2 separate regions of the Mus musculus genome follow, and region 1 is linked to region 2. Evidence: chromatin contacts called from public promoter capture Hi-C data. All regions are on one chromosome and are shown on one strand. The core of a region is the stretch at or near the end of the contact, and the rest is flanking DNA. Distances in the headings are between cores, read along the strand shown. Region 1 overlaps Spop (speckle-type BTB/POZ protein). Region 2 overlaps Kat7 (K(lysine) acetyltransferase 7).

Region 1 (2,700 bases), core at 164-2,663, 190 kb after region 2:
CTGTTGCTTAAACTTCCTGGCTCCTTCTTAAGTGGCAAGTTTAGGTATGTTTAACTGTTGCTTGCTCTCCTTTTTTGCTCTCTGGACTTTGTAGGAGTTGAGTGTACATGGTTTGTCTTGCTGGAGTCATACAAAATTGAAAAGTGAAATTTGAAAGCTGTGGAAACTTGAAGCTTAGAGGGCGAGAGTTAGCTGTTACCAGATTGAGAGGTCAGTCTCTCTCACCAGAGGCCTAAGAGCCTTTGGAGAAACTTCTAAAAATTCCTTGACCCAAGATCTAATCGAAAGGGGGTTTTTAATATGGTTACTGAGTATTGCAATGAGCCAATTTATGCCATTTTCCATACAATTAGAAATGCAACTTGGGTAAATAAGTAAAAGTTTTATCCCGTAAACTAGAATATTAGTGTCCCTGTATATCTTATAGGCAGGGAACTGCTTCCTGAGAGTGAAACAAATAACCAGTGTACTCCGGAGGCAGAGTGCAGGCCAAGAGTCCCAACTGACAGCTAGCCCATGAAATAACAGGCTTACATTGTGAGTTAATGACTTTGTAAAGGCATATCACACCTGTGTAGTCCAGGAACTTGTCCCTTAGGAATCTTGCCCTTTTGTGAAAGAAGCATGGCTGGCAGTAACAGGCTTGTGGATGGTAACAAACACTGCTAACGATTAGAAAGCGTTGCACGCTAAAAAGGTAAAATTTAGTTTTCATGATAGCCATTCCTGTCCATTTTAATTGCAAAGTAACTGAGTGAAATGGTGGCGTATCAGTACCTATATAAATATATGAAATGTGGCAGTTGTTTGATGTTTAATGAACTTGAAGTGTGAGTTTCACGTTAGTCTTATTAGCTGCAAGTCATACTCACTTAGCTCAGTAGAACGACGAGAGTAACTCTATGGCGTTGTTTGAGGTTAGCTGTTGTATAAACAGCATCAGCTTCAATCTTTGCCTGTTACCTATCCTAGGGTTTTGTGGGGTGTTTGTTTGTTTAAAGGAGGTTTCTCTGTAGCCTGGGATGAACTGAAGCTCACTACTATCTTCCTGCCTAGCCTCCTAAGTGCTGAAGACTTGTGTTTCAAGGAAAACTTTCAGATTGTGGAAAATTCTAATTTTGTTGGAAACGGAAGCTAGCCTTCAAACGTCTCTGATGCGAGTCTTTAAACATTACCCGTGGCGTTTCAGGCAGTGCTGCACTTTATATTGTAGCATTTGCAGGTCTGCAGTGGGTCCATGTTTCTCTCATGTGCCTCCTCTTTCCCCACACTGTCCCAGCTGCTCCAACCCCTGGATTGTCATCGTGACTTGGAAATCGTTTGGCCTGCCCTTAACTTGGTTACTCTTATCCTATGGTTAGGTCTGAGGCTGAGTTCCAGCATTTTCTCCTCACTTCCCCATATGAAATTCTCTTAGGAGAAATCCTGTGGTTAAGTTTAGATTTGCCTTACTGACTTAGAAGGGAAGTGAGATGACACATTGGAGATGAGGAGATGTTGAACAGGGAAACGTCTGCTGAGTTCTGCTGATGCTGTGCTTTCTCGCCATAGAACCAGGTGTGCCATCTGTTCCGCTCACACTTCCCAGTTGGCCACAGGTGCCGAGTGTTGCTTCTCGTACTTGGTCTTGTGCCTAGTGAGACTCATTCCTGTTCCAAGGCTCTCTGTGGACTTAGTAGCATTCAACACTGCAAGACGGTTGCGTGGGGGTGTGTATGGGATGTGTGGGTTTTTAAAATGTCTGCAATTCATCCAAGTTCTTAGCACTTTTCACAGCTAAACCACTTTCCATTTAAGTCCTGTTCCTTTGACCTGTTTTCCCCTGTATCAGGGAATATTTATAAACAAGTTTATTTTAATTCATGTTTATATTTTATTTTCTATTTTAATTATTTCCTAATTAATTAGAGGCTTTTATGAAAGGATGTCCACATGGAAATTTAGTTGCAAATACCCACTATGCTACAATGCTCCCTCAGACTGTGCCCAGATACTTCTGTGCTATCCTGATGTGCACTAAGTGCAGCTGCTTCAAGGATTCTTGGTGCACCCAGCAGTCATAAGGGAATCCTAATGTTAAAGACTGAGAACCACACATGTGCGCATTTGGCCTTTATCTCAGTGGTATTACTTCGACTGAATGTTTAAATTAGATTGTAAACTGAATGTACCAGGTAGGTGGTCTTGTTTGTAATGTGCCACACAGGGTTCACTTTTAGATCTCTGTGATTTTTGTCTATTAGAAAGTATGGCGATTCTTCCAAGTTGATTTTGTTTAATGAACATACTTAGAAATGTTTTCTAAGCATTTCTGGAATCATCCCTTATCACAATCTTTAGAACTCGGTTAGATCTGTTTTCGTCATTTCGTCTGTTATACAGAGACAAGTAGTGTCTTGGGAGGTCAGGTAATTTTTCCTAACATTGTACAGCAAATTAATGTCAAAGCCATGTCAGCTCTCCATTTCCCACTTCCTGTCTGCTGTGCTGTCCTCAGTGGAGCTGAGTGCCTTACTCAGGAGAGCAAGGGCTCTCCCAAAATTTCTTAACAGAGAGTATTTACTTTGATAATGAAAGGGAGGACATAAAAAGCATGTTTAAATTATATTTTTAATTTCCTCTTTAATAATTTGGACCATAGAGAATGTTCAGCTTCTGTTAATCCTCTCTGGTTACTTACACTGAGAACAAATACTCGTT
Region 2 (2,700 bases), core at 138-2,637:
AAATCTTAAAAAAAAAAAAGGCAAAATGTAAGCAACAAGAAAAATTTCTATCTAGCGCTTTTTAAATTAGCAAAGACTCAAATAGCCGGGCAGTGGTGGTGCACGCCTTTAATCTCAGCACTTGGGAGGCAGAGGCAGGCGGATTTCTGTGTTCGAGGCCAGCCTGGTCTACAGAGTGAGTTCCAGGACAGCCAGGGCTACACAGAGAAACCCTGTCTCAGAAAAAAAAAAAAAAAAGTCCTTTTTTTTTCATGACAGGGTCTAATTCTGTAGTCCAGATGGCTTAGGTTTCTTACTTTGTGGCTCAAGCTGGCCTTAAACTCCTGGCCTGCAGGTGTGAGTCACCACTTCTGACTTTACTTTTTCTGTTTTGTTTTTGAAACAGGGCTTTGCAATGCTGCCCAGGGTGGCCTCCAGGCACAGACCACCATGTCTGGCTACATTTCAGTAGAAAACATGTACTAATACACTTCTAGTAAAAGTAATTATTTACATAAAAAGCTGTATTTTATGCATAAAAGGTTTGAGGATTTTAATATAAGGACAGTAATTCAAGATCTTTAAATGGGAAGACAGACAAATAGGTGATGTGGTATAGTGAAGAAAATGACAAATGATGATTCTTAAAAAAAAAAAAAGATGTGCACTGGTGTTTTGTCTGAATGTATATCTATGTGTGTCAGACCCTTGGAACTGGCGTTAAAGACAGTTGTGAGCTGCCAGGTGGATGCTGGGTATTGAACCTGGGTCCTCAAGAAAAGCAGCCAGAATTCTTAACTTCTGAGCCATCTCTCCACCTTCCCAAAAAGGTAACTTACGTAGTTAAAATAAACAGCTAAAAACTTGATAAAATTCTAATTTTGGCTATTTTAAGGCAGATTAATTTTATCTTCTGTATTCTATTCCTAACTTTTCCTTATTATTGTGAAATGTATATTATATTCAAAGTTAGTTCTCGGATGTTCATCTATATCCTGAGCCCCTGAATGTCTTAAGAAGCCATTTCTAATGTCATCGTATTTGTTCTAAGAGCAAATCTGTCTCCCTGCCCCAGTACTGCAGATTGACCCTAGCCCCTTTGCACATGCTACTACTGATGCATATGACTGGGAGTTTAGTTTTCATTTGGAAACAGGGTCCTGCTAAGTTGCCGAGGCTGACCTGGACAACGCTTGGTAGTCTGGTAGGCCTGGATCTCATCATCCTCTCGCCTTAGCCTTCAGAGTAGCAGAGATTACAGAGCAGCACCATCAGGCCCCCTTAAAGTAATTATTTAAAATGATAGTGAAGGGATCCTACCAACTGCGCTGCATCCCTAGACCTAGCGGACGGAAGTCTACTTCAGCTGTGGGAGGGTGCTAGGCGACTGAAGAGAGCCCCACAGTTCACTGGATGCTCTCCTGAGTAAACAGCTATGATCTGACAGCAGAAGCTCAGATCTGAGTCACAGTCAGGGGGAGTTCAGTCTTGGATTTTTCCTTACCATGTATTTCTCCTTCTGCTCTTTGCTCAGTCCAGAATTTCTTTTCTTCCTGAGTTCAGCCACCTTTTCCTTATACCGCAGCTGTCTCTCTGTTGGTGCCTGAAAGAAAAACACAACTGAGCATCTAGCTAGAAAACTCATCACCTTTCAAAATACCAATTGTTTAAACTTTTTTTAAAAAAGACATGCTCTCCTATAACCCAAGCTGGCCTCAAACCTGGAACTTCTGACCTTGCTTCTACCTCCCAAGTGTTGAGATTACGAATCCAAACTGCCATGTCTTTTTTAAAAGATACAGAGAAAGAGAACGGGTCTTCTCTATATAGCCCTGGCTGACAATCCTCCTTTCTCAGTTTCTAGAATGATAGAATTATAAGCATGGCTACCATACTGAGCGTAACAGTACAGAAACAGTGCAGCCACATATCCAAAACAGTTCTTACTGCCCTTTCAGGAATGTGAACTTATTTTTATCAATATGAAAGAGCAAAAGTCATAATGGAGGAGGGAGGAGCATTGTGACTCTTGTTTATAATCCCAACAGAAGCAGAAGAATGGCTATAAATCCCAGGCCAGACCTTTAAGGGCTGTATAACAAGATTCCCATTAAAAAACAAAAATTGGTGGGTGGTGGTGGCATATGACTTTAATCCCAATACTCGGGAGGCAGAGGCAGGTGGATCTCTGGTCTACAGAGTGAGTTCCAGGATAGCCAGGGCTACACAGAGAAACCCTGTCTCCAAAAACAAACAAACAAACAAACAAACAAAAAAGCATCAATTACACACTGCTTTTGCCTGTCAAGCACTGAGGCTATGCATTTATTACATATGCGTTAGATAACTACCCGGACAGGTGGGCATTCTCCACTCCTTCATAGAACAAAGAAATGTAGTTTACCAGCTGGCTGCCCCAGGACAACACAGCTAATAGATTCAGATTCAGCTCTCAAGGCAAGCTTACCACTGTGTCTCCTCTGCTAGTCACCTATAATCTAACTGTAGAAACAGATACCTTGATGATGAGCTATGACTAAAGGCCGACGTCTGGGGAAAACTACATGAGAAGAATACATACAGAAGATTTACTAACTGTGGGAGAAGGTCTTGGAAGAATACCTGTAAGAGCTTAAGACTCGCTCAAGGCCTTGAAGGATATGTATGTAATCTCTTCTTGGTAATGATATAGAGTTCTCAGAAAGATCAAAGCCATTTAGA

Evidence for each region. Capture Hi-C pulls out chosen DNA fragments and counts their contacts.
Region 1: a promoter capture Hi-C map of pancreatic islet shows a contact between it and region 2. The contact joins two enhancer-like sites. A contact is called at or near these places in 1 of 15 datasets of contacts at CTCF or cohesin (the NIH/3T3 cell line), 3 of 484 Hi-C or Micro-C datasets (cranial neural crest, granulocyte-monocyte progenitors and nephron progenitors) and 3 of 9 other capture datasets (adipose tissue, liver and pancreatic islet).

What each region holds. Positions count from the first base shown.
Region 1 is chr11:95,474,963-95,477,662 of GRCm38.p6, forward strand. All of the region lies in intron 5 of Spop (speckle-type BTB/POZ protein), which reads left to right. Among named protein-coding and RNA genes, the nearest start is that of Nxph3, 38 kb to the right of the region's middle. Within about 2 kb of position 1,414, at least 9 of the 459 cell types and tissues checked have an H3K27ac peak or open chromatin away from gene starts, as enhancers often do. A contact at or near this core is called in pancreatic islet, where this site is marked.
Region 2 is chr11:95,288,289-95,290,988 of GRCm38.p6, forward strand. Kat7 (K(lysine) acetyltransferase 7) reads right to left here. Exons shown (of 15, transcript NM_001195003.1): 7 at 1,484-1,582. Among named protein-coding and RNA genes, the nearest start is that of Kat7, 21 kb to the right of the region's middle. Within about 2 kb of position 1,388, at least 2 of the 459 cell types and tissues checked have an H3K27ac peak or open chromatin away from gene starts, as enhancers often do. A contact at or near this core is called in pancreatic islet, where this site is marked.